Regions from separate parts of the Callithrix jacchus genome. Here region 2 is linked to region 1. The links are chromatin contacts, called in public Hi-C maps. All regions are on one chromosome and are shown on one strand. The core of a region is the stretch at or near the end of the contact, and the rest is flanking DNA. Distances in the headings are between cores, read along the strand shown. Region 1 overlaps SAMD4A (sterile alpha motif domain containing 4A). Region 2 overlaps SAMD4A (sterile alpha motif domain containing 4A).

The links. A called contact is a pair of places that touch in the nucleus more often than the background predicts.
Region 2: a Hi-C map of skeletal muscle shows a contact between it and region 1, with 3 times the contacts expected there. The contact joins two enhancer-like sites. A contact is called at or near these places in 2 of 3 Hi-C or Micro-C datasets (both in skeletal muscle).

The regions. Positions count from the first base shown.
Region 1 is chr8:89,254,091-89,261,737 of calJac240_pri, forward strand. The region is part of intron 3 of SAMD4A (sterile alpha motif domain containing 4A); the gene reads left to right. Among named protein-coding and RNA genes, the nearest start is that of SAMD4A, 130 kb to the left of the region's middle. Within about 2 kb of position 3,016, at least 1 of the 16 cell types and tissues checked has an H3K27ac peak or open chromatin away from gene starts, as enhancers often do. A contact at or near this core is called in skeletal muscle, where this site is marked.
Region 2 is chr8:89,330,883-89,338,529 of calJac240_pri, forward strand. SAMD4A (sterile alpha motif domain containing 4A) reads left to right here. Exons shown (of 13, transcript XM_078334986.1): 9 at 5,248-5,366. Among named protein-coding and RNA genes, the nearest start is that of GCH1, 130 kb to the right of the region's middle. Within about 2 kb of position 4,504, at least 1 of the 16 cell types and tissues checked has an H3K27ac peak or open chromatin away from gene starts, as enhancers often do. A contact at or near this core is called in skeletal muscle, where this site is marked.

The sequences.
Region 1 (7,647 bases), core at 1,766-4,265:
GATGTAAGATGTTATCAGATAACTGGAGGGAGTGTGGTATCACAGGAGCTGAAATCAGGGCCACGTGCCCCTTTCTCCGGCTGCTGTCCTTTCTCAGGCATTGCCCTCTGTGGCTGATGCCTCTGACATCACAATACCCAGCCAGACACTCAGTAGTGATGAGCTGTGCCCAGTAGACACCAGAGGAGGGAAGAAAAGGAGAAGGACAAAGTGGAGAGGGAAGAGATGGAGCAATCTCTTATGTGATCATTCCACCAACTCGCAAATTTTTCACCTAGCACCTGGTTCAACTGTAATGTGCTCAGCTCCATATAACCTGGACAGCAGCTGTGCCCTCACCCCCAAACTCAGCGAAATATTACGGTCCCCTAATCAAGATAATTTTGCTCCTGTTAACGCATGTCCTGTGGTTCATCGTCAGACCAGTGAGTTGATACCAAACTTCACCAGACGGCTCTCCGGAGCAACGGTTTAGAGGTAACGTACTGGCTCTGATGCCCAGGCTTCCACAGACTCATCTCAACTCTCCTCCTCAGAGCAGCACAGAACTCCGGGGATTGTGTGGGGGTGGTTTGTGAGGGTGTGAGCCTGTGGTAAAGATGCTTTAAAACTGAAATTCTCACCTTCGTTTGATTCATGAGCCAGCACAGGCTTGGCCAGACTTTGTTTATTCTTATGGCACTCTTTAAACCCAAATGGGCCAAATCGTGGCTTCCCTGTCTATCCTTAGATGCAGCGATTGCTGCTTTTAACTGGCTAGATTGCTATGAATAGAAAACTTGAGAGATCAGCCCTATCTTAGAAATATTATGACATTTTGCATATTTATCGTTGACTTAAAAAAAAAATCCAACAACTTCCTCTAAAAATAGGTTCTTGCCACTCTTTGAACCACTTTCTCCTGGCCCTTCTCCTGGTAAGAAATCATGTTTTCCACCTGGTTTCACATCAGCCTTCCCAGATGCTTCAAATGCTATAAATTAGAGGGTATGATTTTCTCGGGTTCTCAAATTTGACCCTGGATCAGAATCACCTGGGGGCTTGTTAAACACAGTTTCTGATTCAGGAGATCTAAAGAAGGGGTCCCAGAAGTTGTATTTCTAACAATTTTTCTGGCAGGCCCCTCCTCCACACATTGTGAACCAGTGTCTTAGGGCTTTTGGGCCTCCCTCCCCTGCCCCATCCTGTAGGAGAGAGCCCTATGGAGCGTGATCCTGGTCCCTTAGATTGTTGGTGAGCAGCTAACAACTACATAGTACTCACCATGGGCCAGATGATGGTCCCATGCTTTACAAAGATTAAATAATTCAGATATTGCCAATCTTAGGAGGTAGCCCATTTTCCAGATGGAGGAACTGAAGCACAGAGTGGTTAAGTGAATTGCCCAAGTTCACACAGCTCACTCAGTGGAAGCGCAGACAGCATGACTAGCGTCTGTGCTCTCATTCCCCACACTTTATTGTCTTTCTGCTTTCCCCAAGTCACTTACAGCACCTGATACTCCTACAGTTCTTGGGAGTGAATACCTTAGAAAGGTGCCCTCAAGACAACTGAGCCCATCTTAGGTACTAACAACCAGCATCTTGGGCTCCGAGTCTCTGGGTGAATCGGCTACCCTACCTGTGTCTGCATCTGAGTAGAGGCAGGAGGAGGGGCTCTCAGCAGGGAGACATTGGGCATGTGACCTAGTGTAGACCAAGGGAGGGTTGTTGATAGGAAGACGCTGGGGGCATCATCTGAAGAGAGGCCTGCCCTCCCCTTCTGCTGGAGCCTCAGTGTCCCCTCACCATTCTTGCCTTGGTCCAGAGATTTCTGCTGTTGATACTTATCAGAGAGACAGTCAAAGCTGAGGAAGAACAGATGTCCCGTGTCATCAGCCGTAAAGAAAAAGTACATGTATCTTTTTTTGACCAGTTTGGTCTAGCAAGACTGTGTGATCAGCACTGACCTGGGCAAGGGAGCAGGCAACACGAAAGTGGAAGGACTGTCCACCCTCAAGGAGGGGTGAAGGGAGGGGGTGTCATACAGATGTGTAATCTGTATGTGTAAGTCATTGAGCTCAGTTGTGAGAGAAAAGGCAGCGAGGGCCCGAGTGGTGAATGGCATTTGGGGAGAGAGGAAGATTCTTAAACGAGATCACAGATGATGATAGGAGTGGAGGGGGAGGGTTCAGATGTGTCCAGGACAGATCGACAGCAGGGAGTATTCAATGATAAATGATACTGATCTCTTTTGAGAGTCAAACAGCCAGAGGTTAAGTCTCCACTGGTATTGTGATAGTAGACTAAGCTCTTTTTTTTTCCTGCCAAATAATGTGTTGGGTGCTGTCTGGAGGGCCTAGGAGTACTTTAGAAGATGGATTCTACTCCTTACAATGTTGCCTGTTGATTCTAGAAATGGAACCCTTCTCCAGGTATTTCTCTATCCCGCTGGTCTGATTCTCCCCAAGTTCTTTGCGGTAGACGTTTCTGTGGGCACAAAACTTTCCCTATGGCTATCTCTGATACCACAAATGCCATTTTAAAGGAAAGATCCTAGCACCAAGCCATATACATTGATAGGAACCGAAGATGAGTATCTGATGGATTAATAAACACAATCATCTCCAAAGGTGATGGCAGGAAGCTAGATTAAGACAACACAGTAGGCCACTGCTGTCACTCCCGGCTCGGAACCCATGTGGCTAGAAGTTAGCTTTGTCTTTCTCCTCACTGGGCCATGTGCCTAGGGTAGAGTTGAGGGAGGGTGGACAATGGTTAGTTTCCAAACACCCTGGATGTAGGGGCCCCTTGCTGCCTCCTGCCTGCCTCCATAGAGTTTAGAAGGTTTGTTTCCAAGAAGGAGCTCCTTCTTCCTACCAGGTTTGTCCTCTCTCCAGCTTCTCAGCCATGCAACGTGGGCCTGCCTGCACTGGGCTGTGCGGGTCTGTAGACAAGGCTTGAACTTGTCCTCAACTCTGCCTCAGCATCCGCTCCTCTTCATCCTACCGGGCCTTTCTCCTCCCGCTTACCTTCCCCTGCCTGAGCCCTCTCACTGTTTTTTTTTTTCAGTGCCTGCCTTTGTTGTAGAATTCTAGATGGCAGCATGCTTGCAACCCGGGAAAGATGAGGCCCTTGTTCAATGGCATTATTCCTGTGAGCCCTAAGCTCTGGTCTCCTTCTGTAGCATCCCCACCGATTCGGCTAAAGCCAAGGGCCCTCATCTGATCAGTCCTCCTGGTTCTGATCCAGCCACTGAGCCCTATGTCTACTCAATTTCACGGCAGGATGCCCAGAAGGAGAGAAATGGCCTCAGCCATTCTCATTCCTATTTAGAGAACTGCCTTCTTCACCATGGTCCTTCCTACCTTTTCCGAGGACTTCAGCAATGAAAAAGTAGCTTCCCTTCTCAAAAATGAAAAAAAAATCGGAAAAATCTTATTCTGATTCCATCAGTAGACCTACTAACCTGAAGACAGAGTTTGGCGCACAAGTAACAGGTGAAAATTTTGCTGCCTTTTACTGCTTACCATTGTGGAAATTCCCGGCGTTGGCTGGCAGTGGAGGGGAAGCAGGAAGGGAGGTGTGCCTCTAGCTCCCTCTACAGGGCCGTGCCCTGGGAGGACAGGAGAGCAGGACTGAGTATGTGCCAGGGTCGGAGCCTCTGTCCTTGCTTGTACAGTTAGCCAGGCCTTTCTTTCCAAAAAGAGTACCAGTTAAATTGTGACTGGGAACTAGATTATCCTGCCTACACAAAATTGTTCCTTCCCTCTCCCATTGGATGACTTGTGCTGTAAGTATTTCATATTTCATACCTCGATGAGTGATACATACATTTTTACTATCAACATTGCTAACATGTATATTTCGGGAATATCTACATGCTGTTCCTTGGTGACAATGTTTACATGGTTACACACCACACCACGGGGCTCTTACATTCACACTTACACTTTGGATCCCAGCTCTTGAGTTGGGAAATTTTGTCTATAGGTTGTTGAGCAACTTCATTATTTTAGAAAGCATGGGACCCAGTGACTTCTCAGTTCAGATGCATGTAAAGACGTAGAATGGCTCTGTGGTGTCAGGGGTGGGATGTGTGCACTCCAGCCCATCCCAGACTTCCCGAGGTGTATAAACCTGTTGTGTGGCATGGCTGTTGTTCAGTGTGCTCCACTGGATTAAGCATGAACTATTCTTTTGTGATTCCATCTGTTGATACTCCTCCCAAGATACTCCTCTGTTGACTGTTTGGACATTGCCAAGGATGCTGACCTTGGAGTTGTTTGTTAAATATTCTTGTAGTTAGGCTACATGGACGATGGTGTGCTGATTTTGGGACTCAGAAGTCCCAGAATATAACCTTTTGTGGAACAAGGCCTAAATCTAAACGTAGAAGTAGAAAGCACACTTTTCTCCTTTGCAAGGTCGACGTGAGGATTGCTAATTCATTCTTTGAAGATACTATTGAAGAGTCGCTCTGTGGTGGGTGGGGTTTTGGCAGTGGTGGTCTGGGAGTGTGAGGGTGACGCTGAAGATTAGAGAATGGGAAAGCTTCCTGTGTTTAGAACATTTACAGCCTCTCCTCTGGGGGGTTTATGGTGTAAAAAGACTAGTCAAGCGTGGTTTACAAGAATGTGTCTTGTATTTGTCGAGTGAGGTAACATTTTTTTCACCTCTAATTTATATAATTCTTAGGAGACCCCTTCCTATGAGGTTTTATTAAAACATAATCATGTTGTGCCGAAAAAACCCACACATATAACAGTCTTAGCCCTGTTGACACTACTTTTCTTTCCTTCTTAAAAAGATGTTTGCAAGAGTTGTATTAAATACATTTCATTCTGCTGTCTCAGCCTCTCCACTCTTTCATGAAGATTACTTTAATTGGTGTCAGTTACAATCACAAAAAGCACCCATTTTGCTTTTGTTTTCTAGCAAAAAACAATGGGGAAATTTTCCATCTTAAACAGAATATTGAAAAGGGGGAGGTGGTAAAGATTCTGAAAATTGAGGTAATCATTTTATTTCCCTCTCTTCCATGTTCCTGTTTTTATTTGATGGTAAAGCTAAAAATAATCAGAAAACAGCAGAGCTGAATGAGAAAAAGGTGACTGAACAGTTTGTGTGTGATGGTGGCACCGACTATTGTTTATAGGTCATCCATTCTGTCTTAAGCCTTCATTTAAAGAAAACTTCTAGGAAAATACCTAACATTTTAGAGAAATCCAAAAGGCTATTAAAACTCTATCAAACAAAAGGACAGGGAACAATTTTATATAGCTATTAAAAAAACATAATTAGACTGGGCACAGTGGCTCATGCCTGTAATCCTTGTACTTCGGGAGGCTGAGGCAGGAGGATCATTGGAGACCAACTTGGGCAACAAAGCAAGACTCCATCTCAACAGAAAATACAAAAATTAGCCAGGTGTGGCAGTGCATGCCTGTGATCTGAACTACTCAGCATGCTGGGGTGGGAGGATGGCTTGAAGCTAAGAGGTCAAGGTTGCAGTGAGCCGTGATTGTGCCACTGCTTCCAGCCTGGGCAACAGAGCAAGACCCTGTCTCAAAAAAACAAAAACAACTGTAACTAATAAGGAAATATTAATGCATGAAAAAATGAAGACACCCTCATTACCCTCATGGAGCTTGCATTCTAATGGAGAGAGGCCAGAAATACGCATACTGTATGGCAGGTCACATGGTGGTAAGCACTATGGAAAAAGCAAAGCATGACCTGGGGATAAGGGAGTGTAAGGTGAGAGAGTGGGGTGGGCAGTTTAAAATGGCGTGGACAGATAAGGTCTCACTAGGAAGGTGACATTTGAGCAAAGACAGAACTGAGAGGCTAAATATGGGTGTGGGGGAAAAGTGTTCCAGGCAGAGAAAACAGCAAATGCGAAGGTTCTGAGGCAGGCACGCCGCTGACATGTTGAAGGAACATCCTGGAAGCCAGGACTGACTGAAATAAGAAAGGATCAGTAGTAAGGGTAGAGGCTGGTCATACAGGGACTAACAGGCCATCAGAAGGACTTTGGCTTTTACTCTGAGGTGGGAAGCCATTGACATGTTTGATCAGGGCAGTGACATGATCTGCCTTCTAGTTTTCAAAGATCCTTCTTTTAGAAATGGTTGTTATGGTTGATAATAGGCTACTGGAGAGGGTGGAGAGATGCAGAAATGTGGTGAGAGGTAGTCACATTCCAGATGTATTTTGAAGATTCAGCCCTTAGGAATTATGGAGAGGTTAGACACAGGATATGAGAGAAGGGAGTCAAGGATACTCCAAGGTTTTGGCCTGAGCAATTGGAAAGATGGAAAGCCATCTGCTGAGATAGGAAAGAAGCACAACGGAGCAGACGTGGTGAGAACGAGAGCACGAGTTGGGTTATGGACATGTTGACTTTGAGATCATTTGAGTGGGCATGTAGAGGATGCATTTGGAAAGTGAATGTGGGGCTCAGGGGATATACCTGAGCTGGAAATACAAATATGAGAGTTGTCTGCATACTCATAGGCCAGGGGTCAGAACTGAGGCAGGTGGCTGGGGGAGCTGGCCTGGTTTTTGTGCCCTTTGGAAATGGGCAGCCTCAGACTGGTCATGGCCAGGAGGAGGTCAGAACCCTGAAGGTGAATCCTAACCCTAACTTCAGTCCTTGGCTGAGATCTCAGGCCTAGTTCCCAGCTGGCCTGGGTCCTGAAGGAGTAAAGGAGGACTCCTGGAGCACCCAGCCATGCCGGTACCTGGGGAAAAAGTAACTACAGATGGAAAGTCTTCATGGAAGAGATGACCAGATCTCTACTCAGGAGAGGTTAAAGGGCTCATTGGAAGTATCTGCTAGGGGTAGAGGTGCCTGGCTCTTGCCTTTTAAGTATGGTCAGGTGCCTTTGAATGACTGGCACCTGATGACTTTCCTGCTGTTGGAAAAGACTAGAATGGTCATAGTGGTCGATAGAGTCTGCTATGTAGATCTCTGCTTTTTCTAGTGAATCCAAGAGGCAGGAGCATTTTGAAGTGGCTTTTACCAAGTAACCAAATGCTCTCTGTATTATTTAACTTGCTGTGTAACAAACTACCCTAAAACTTAATGACTTAAGGTAACGACAGGCCAGGCACGGTGGCTCACACCTATAATCCCAGCACTTTGGGAAGCCGAGGCGGGTGGATCACGAGGTCAAGAGATCGAGACCATCCTGGTCAACATGGTGAAACCCTGTCTTTACTAAAAATACAAAAAATTAGCTGGGCATGGTCGCACACACCTGTAGTCCCAGCTACTCAGGAGGCTGAGGCAGGAGAATTGCTTGAACCTGGGAGGCGGAGGTTGTGGTGAGCTGAGATCGTGCCATTGCACTCCAGCCTGGGTAACAAGAGCGAAACTCCATCTCAAAAAAAAAAAAAAAAGATAACAACAAACATTTATCTCTCAGTTTTCTGAGGGTCAGCAATTTAGAACAGTCTGGCTGGGTAGCTCTGGCTCAAGGTCTCCAACAAAGCTGCAGTCAAGAAATAAACTAGACCTGGAGGCACCACTTCCAAGCTCACTCATGTGACTGGCAAGTTGGTTCTGGCTGTTAGCAGGAAGCCTGAACTCTCCCATACAGGTCTCTCTCTGGGATGCCTGAGCATCTTCATAATTGGTGTGACTGGCTTCCCCCAGAACAAG
Region 2 (7,647 bases), core at 3,254-5,753, 78 kb after region 1:
GAGCGCTCTGATGTGCAGCGAACGCCTGTGACGCCTTCTGGCTGCAGAAGCAGCCCCGGGTGACCAAGCCTTGGAGGATGACACAGAGCCCTACTGCCTCGCCCTGGGCATTTTCAAGTCTTCTTAAAATCTTATGTTGAACTCTTGCCTTTTAGCTCAGGGAACTGGAGAGAGGAAGGGAGAAGGCGAGCACATAAAAGAACTAAGGAATGTGTGTGTGTGTGTGTGTGTGTGTGTGTGTTTAGGCATGCGATTGTTGTAGTAATCATATTTGCTGTATATCCTTTAGGAGGAGGCCTGAGGCAGGCTGCAGGTGTGCCCCCTGGACTCTCAGGCACAGTCCTTGTATACAGAGTACGGAAGACACCTGGGCATGGTGGGACTAGGCAGCTGTCTGCACTGGTGGCTCTCCCTGAGGGGCATGTTGGGAGAAGGCATCTCAGACCTAAAACTCCAGTGACCCCTTGGGGACCCCTCCCTCCCCACAAAGAGTTACAGAGACAAGCTCTAGACTACAGAAAACTTGGGATCAGATAAACCTAGGGTGGTGAAGACTTTTTGTAGGATCTTGATGTGAGAATAAGATGGCAAAGGGGGCGGTGGCTTATGCCTGTAATCCCAACACTTTGGGGGGCCGAGGTGGGAGGATCACTTGAAGTCACAAGCTTGAGACGAGCCTGGGCAACATAGCAAGACCCTGTCACTACAAAAAAAAAAAAAAATAGCCAGGTGTGGTAGTGCACACCTGTAGTCCCAGCTACTCGGGAGGCCAAGGTGGGAGGACGGCATGAGCCCAGGTGACCAAGGCCACAGTGAGCTCTGATCATGTTACTGCACCCCAGCCAGAGCGACAAAGTGAGAATCATATCGGGCAGAAAAAAAGACAGTAAAGGCCCCAGGCCTCCTCGCCTTTGCTGCACTGGCAGCCAGTACCCCAGAAGTCCAGTGGGCTCCAGTGATGGGAGGTGCCCAGTGCAGCCAGGCCCCTTCTCCACTTCCCTCTCATGTCTTCATGCCCATGGGTCCTCGGCTGCTGAAGGTATCATTCAGTCTCAGGGCCCTCCGCTACTACCCACACTTCACATACAAGGTACAGTCCCCGCTGGGGTTCCATCCAGCTCCCACTTCCCCACTTCCCCAAACCCTCATTTTTGCAGTTTCTCCTCTTGGCCGCATGGATTCTTATGTGCCCAAGCAGCTCTGGCCAAAGCTGTTAGTGTGATGACAATGACCTGGATTGGGGGCTCAGGCATGCCACCCTCTGAAATGCCCAACTATACCAAAGGACTAGACTTCTCAATGGAAAAAAAAGTTTCTTCCCTCTCTAATGGCTTCCCTAGAGCACCCAGGCACAGTCTAAAGCTTGTCCTGCAGGCTTATTCGTGTCTTTGTTTCAGGAACAAGGCCGCCTCCCCACAAGCCTTGACTAATCCTTTCCTATTTCCAGTCCCAACACGGGACTTGTTTTGGCCAGAAAAAAGCCGTGAAGGAAGAGAAGGCAAGAACACAGTGAAGAATGTTGCAACTCAGTCATACCATAGATCCTGACGGAGCGCCTGGGCCCTGTCCCCAGTTAGGCAGGTTATAGTAGTGGGAGAAGGGGTGAGATGGAAAGAAACAGGCCATCACAGCCATGCTGAGAAAGCCTCTGATAAGGTCATCCCCTGGAGCCAGAACAGGGCATTTCCGTGGAGGAACCCTCTCCACACTGAGACCTGAAAGGCAAGCAGGAGTCCTGGTGATAGAGACTTGGATCGTAAGGAGGCGGAAGAGAGCGGTGTCTGCAGGGCTCTGTGTTTTGTTGGGAAGTAGGACATTTGTGGGTGGACTGGGGCAGACAGAATGGGGAAGATTTCAGCTTCTGATTAAAGTAAACCAGAGCTCTGCTTCCTCTCCCACACCCACTCTCAGCATTGATACTGGAGGACAAGGTACCGTCCACCTTGCCTCAAGACAGCTGAGCCCATGAGATAGAAATAATGAGTCCTCCAGCTGCCTGTGCCACACAGTCCTCAGGCTTCCTAGTTGTCCCTCACCAGGCCTGAAGCTTAGGCCTGATGCTTCTCGCTTCCCTGCTATCTTGTGTGTCCTCCCTGGGTATCCTGGCTCTGGTTTTGTTTTTTCCCCTTTATCCCTGTGCTGCCCCAAGTGACAAAGATGGCACTGGGTGGTCTCATCTCCTCTGATTGCCCAGAGGGGTCTCTCGCGACTGCAGGTCCCAGGCAAGCAGGAGCTGGTGAGGTGTCTGCGTGCTAAGTTCATGTCAGGATGGAGGGGACTGCATGCTGCTTTGGAAGGGAAAACGTTCAGGGCTTTTATGATTTTAATTTGAGAGAGAGGGAAAGCATCTGGATAATTTTCCGCAGCGCTGGTTATTGTATGTGGGCAGAACACGCCCTGCCTGTGAGGCCCGTGGAGGCGCACAGCCTCCATCCTGGAAGAAGGTTGGCCCGGGCACAGGGAGACAGGATGCTCTTTCACAGTCTGGACATGCTGTTCCTTAGCTGGCTGGGAGTAGGGAAGGTATTGACTGAGCCAGGACACCTCCCTTCCTCCCTGGGATGGAGGGACTGAGTCCCCAGAGTCATGAAAGGAAGGATAGGAAAGTTCTAAATTTTACTTCTGAGACCAGTCACTTTGACTCCTGAATTATCCCAGGCTTCTGGGCACTTCACTGTGTCTTGAGGTGGCTCCAGGAAGGTAGGCTGTTGCCTCTCTATGAGCCTTCTCATCCAGCCACATACACTGGGACACCATAGCCATCTTCTTCCAGACAGATGCACTGGTCTGGGCCTGAGGGGGCCAGGACTCAGGTGCCTGGCCAGTTGCTGGGCATGAAGCCCCTTCCCTTCCCCTCCAGGCCTCTCAGGAAGCTGCTCCCCAGCCCAGCCTGGGGCTGCCAGTGAAGGGGGCTGTGGTGAGATATTGGGCATCATAGCCAGTACGGATCCCCCAAAACTGAGCACTCCCCTGTCAGCCAGGAACCAGTATTCAGAGACCCGTGGAGCCAGCCACAACCTAATGCCACACCACCCAGCTGAGAACTGGCCCCTGCTCTCACTCAGTTCTGCTAAGGGGCTGGCTCCCATCTGCAGCCCTGAAGGAAAGGAGCCTGCTGCCCACTGAGGTACTCATGGAATGCGCTCACCTGCCCATGGAGGTGTCAACGTTCCCACCTTCTTGGATGCTGCTTGCCACCCTGGAAGATGTCATGTCTGTAGTGTCTTAGGAAGCACATCCATGAAATGAGCCACTTACTCGTTTGTCACTTGGAAACTCAGGCCTATTGTCCTTCAGGCTGGCTCCAGACCAGTTGAGTATTGTAGTTCAGAGACCTTGAAGTCATTTGCTCTGTGCCATTGTTGGAGCTCAAGGTCACTGTTGAATCCCTAATGTGATGAACAGCCGTATACCACCACCAAACGGCCTGTCTGTGCAGTCCGAAACAAAACCCAGTGTGGTGTCTTCGAGTGGCATCTGTTGAACCATTATTAAGAGTGAGGCACATTCCAGATGCTTTTCATGTGTTATTTCATTCCCACAACATCCTTTTGAGGGAGATATCATTATCCTCAGTTTCTAGAAGATACTGAGTCTTGGGTAGAGGGACGGGCGTAAAGGCGTGGAGGGATTCAAGCCCTGCCCATCAGCATCCAGAGCCTTCCTCTGGCCCACACCTCTCCTCCCTGACCAGCATGCCCACATCTTGTGTCCTCATACAACATGTGGCTGAATAAGCCAGTCAGAAGCAGAAATTATCCCCTCCATGTTAGTCCAGCAGAAACACTTGCCTTTTGCCCAGTTTCAGAGGGACTCACGTAGCGGGACATACAGGGAGCATCAGTGACCAATGAGAGGGACTGTAGAGGACAGCCACGTCCTCGCCTCCTGGCCCTCCCTGATGCATATTCTTAGTGGCATCTGGCTAAGGTCACCCTGGAAGAGGGGTTTATAAGTCCTCAATGACGTTTCTGCCACAGGATTAACATCTTGCTTTTGTCCACAGAGTTCTCCTGGTGTTTAGGTCCTTAAAGATTAAGCATCATGGGGAGAAAATTGAGCTATTTTTTTTCTCCGTTTAAGAAATCTGTTTACTTTATGGAAACTAGTCATTTAGTCTGTTACTAATGTTTTATTGCTACTTAAAGGAATTCATGCCTTATTGACAAAACTACTTGAGAATCTTCTCTCCATCCTTGTTATTGCAAATCAGTCCAATTGCCTGGATTTCCCATGGCACATGTGCTAAGTTACAGTTCTAGGCACTTGGCAGGGGATCTATATGTGATGTGGGCCCTCACCATCTAGAACACCTCATGCTCATGCTCTGCCTGCAGCAGAATTACCAGGGCACTTGCTACAAACACAAACTCTCTAGTCACCCCTTCAGATCTAGTAAATCAGGCTCTGGACATGTGGAAGGGGGCCCGGGTAACTGAACTTTGACTGTCCCCTTGGGTGATTCTGATATGTCATGAATCTGAGAGTCCCTGCCATGGACACTCCTAACCCACATAAAGTCCTTTCCTAGTCTGTGGCGAGCACAAAGGCTAAACATAAAAGGAAATAAAACATAGATAAGAATTTGTTACAGGGCAAGAGGCAAAACACACACAGCAGTTTTACTAGAAAAGATCTGAGAAGCCATCAGACCTACCTATTTTCCTAAACTTTAGAGAAGGTTTAAGTCAGGACTGGCACGTTGGGATTTTTGTAAGTCAAGGGACCCATTAACTGGAGAGATCTCAGCAGAGCCCTGAAACACAGAGAATGTAGTCAATTCTCTGACACCCTGCAGACCACTCTAGGGTGACGACACACCATCATGCAGATTGATTTTTGGAGTGGTTGAGAATTTTCATTGATTATGAAAATGCAGGGGGCCTGCAAAAGCCAGAATACTCAACAATCAATTTTGCAATTCATTCTTTGTTAACCAATAGAGTCTGGAGTGGAGTCAGGAGGGAAGGGGAAGCTGGGTACGGATCTGCCAGAAATGTAACCAAAAATAAGGGTTGTCAACAGCTTGATGCACGTATCTTACAAGTACCCCCCCCAACGTCAGTTAACTTCAATTTTCAGAATAGGCAGCTACCAAATTAGACTGACTACTGTTTGGACCAGGTTGGAAACAGGTGAAAAGGAGGCAACGGCAGAGACTCCAATGTTTTCCTTTATTAATTGCATGTTTCTCCCTCTACTGCCAGGCTGCGTCTCCCATTTAAAAGTCCCTGTTTGTTTTTGCAGGCATTTACAGAGACACAGAAAAAAAGACTGTTGTCATGGAAACAGCAGGTGCAGAAGCTCTTTCGGTCTTTCCCTCGGAAAACCCTTCTAGACATATCAGGATATCGACAGCAAAGAAAGTATGTTGGGATTTCATTCTTTGTAATGCATGGTGGTTCCCCTGGCGCCTCGGTGCCTACCTCAGTTCCTGGGGCTGAAATATGGCAGGGCACCATTCCTCGTTCACGAAGATGCCCTGTGGCGAGTTCCAAATCCATGGCTTCCACAGGTGGGGTTGGGAAGAGGCTGTGGGAGCCAGCAGTCCCAGAGGAAGAGCTGAATGTGAGCTTTTGTAACTTAATTTGCATTGTAAAAATGATGGTAACAGTCTGGATGGGGATGGGGGGAGAGTGGGGAGGATTTAACGAATGCAGGAAAACACAGGCTGGCTTACCCACAAAAGGGGAGCTGAAAGGACAAAATGGGTTGTTCTATCTGCACCTTAAGTGGTAGTGTAATTTTTTTTCCTCCCTTCTAGCTGTAGACAAGCTAATTATAGTCGGTGGTGGGGTGAAGAGCCCAGCGCTAGGCTATTTTGGTCTGCAGTCTCATAGTGGAGCAGTACAATTCTTGATTTTTTTCATAGTACTTCAGCTTCTTGCATACAGTTAAAAATAAGCCTGGTTGTGCTTTAGAACCCATTACCTTAATATAGTTTTAAACTGAGGAATCCAATTTCATATTAAAGATGAACTGGAACGACAATTTGCAGGAGAAATTAAGGGTAGAGCAAGGGTTGAGTTGAGCCTTAAACAATGATAGGAAATTGTTGGGACATAAGGCAATGAGAATGTAAACATCCTGAAAAATTAACATTCTATTTTACGTTTTTAAAACGTGAGCGGGTAATTTCTGCACTTGCACCTGAAAGGTTCTGAATTCATTTCATTTCTCAGTGCATGTATAGCAGCTCTCTGCCTGTCGTGTTAAAATTTTGGGCATTTATTTGCATAAGTGTGCCTTAAAACATCACTGTTTTGTATTTAAGGGAGATAAGCCCAGTTGGAGTTTGTGAAAAGACTTCATGAAAGATTAATTTTAAAACCTGAGTGTGATTACATTCCAGTATGTATAACGCTTATTTATTAAACAAACATTTATTTAGCACTTACATATACCAAGTGGTATCCAAGCACTTTAAGAATATTAAAGTTTAATCCTTGTGACAACTATGTGAGGTAGAGCTGCTGTTAACCCCAATTTACAGACAACTTTGTAGGCAGCAACATTGGGGATTTGAACCAGACAGGCTGGCACCAGCTCCAGCTGCATGCTCTTAACCTTATGGAAGCCAGGCAGCTTTCGTGATCTCAGGCTGATGAGTGGAAAAGATGGTTCAGGCAAAGTGACACTCTTCAGGACCAGTTCCCTAGCCCCAAGCCCTCTGGGGTTGCCAACCCTAATGGGTTGGACTAGACTCCCTCTTTGCCCTGAGGGTACCCGATGGCCCAGATGAAAGGCAAGATCTTTCTCTGCCTCCTGCCCCGGGGCCTACCCCTATCCCAGGTGGCTTTTCTTAAGAGCAGCAATATTTTTCCCAGGTGAAGGGAAAAGGTTCCAGACTCCTCTTGCAACACCAGGCCCTTGAGAGACAAGTTCCAAGAGGAAGAAGTCATTCAGAGGTTGGAGATGACGATGGGGCTTTCAAGTTCTTTGCTGCTCCTCCAAATGTCCCACCCTGGCCTCTGTCAGCCCAGTGCTGTCATTGGTCCACATCCGAGAGCCTTGTGGAGGTGGAGCAGGGGGCATGAACCTTGACCTCTCCAGGGTGTTAGTAACTAACACTTGGATAGGGCTAGCCCGAGGTTTGCCAGGTTGGAATCCTAAGGGATTTCTCTTCATTCATTAGCTGTGAGTGAATCGCTTTTGGATGTTCAGTTGGATGTTGCGAAAAGGCTAGAAAATGTTTTATACTCATAGGTATTTCCTCTGGGATCTTTTTGTGCTATTAATTTGCTTTGAAGACCTATTTCTCCGATAATACAAAGGTAACTGCAGCCCAGCCCCTGCTTGAATTAACACAAATCCCCAATTAATTGGTTCTTATGAATGTTACTTTATCAAAGACTTTTCATGCATTTCCACATTTCAGTGTAATGAAATCAGATTTAGAAAGGTAAGGCGACAGAATGGGAAGGGAGAACTTACTTCTGTCACTTTGTTCTCACCCCAGAAAGCATGATGATTTCATTAAGCCTAGCGATCTTAAGTAACCCAAGTATTCACTCTGGCTGCCAGCAGCAGCAACTCTCCGCAAAGCTAGCTCTGTAATAAACAATGAAGGGTCCTCACTATCAGGAGAAAGATGGCCTAGCCAAATTCTCCCCCCATCACACCCTACCCTCGGCCCCCCAACAGCTG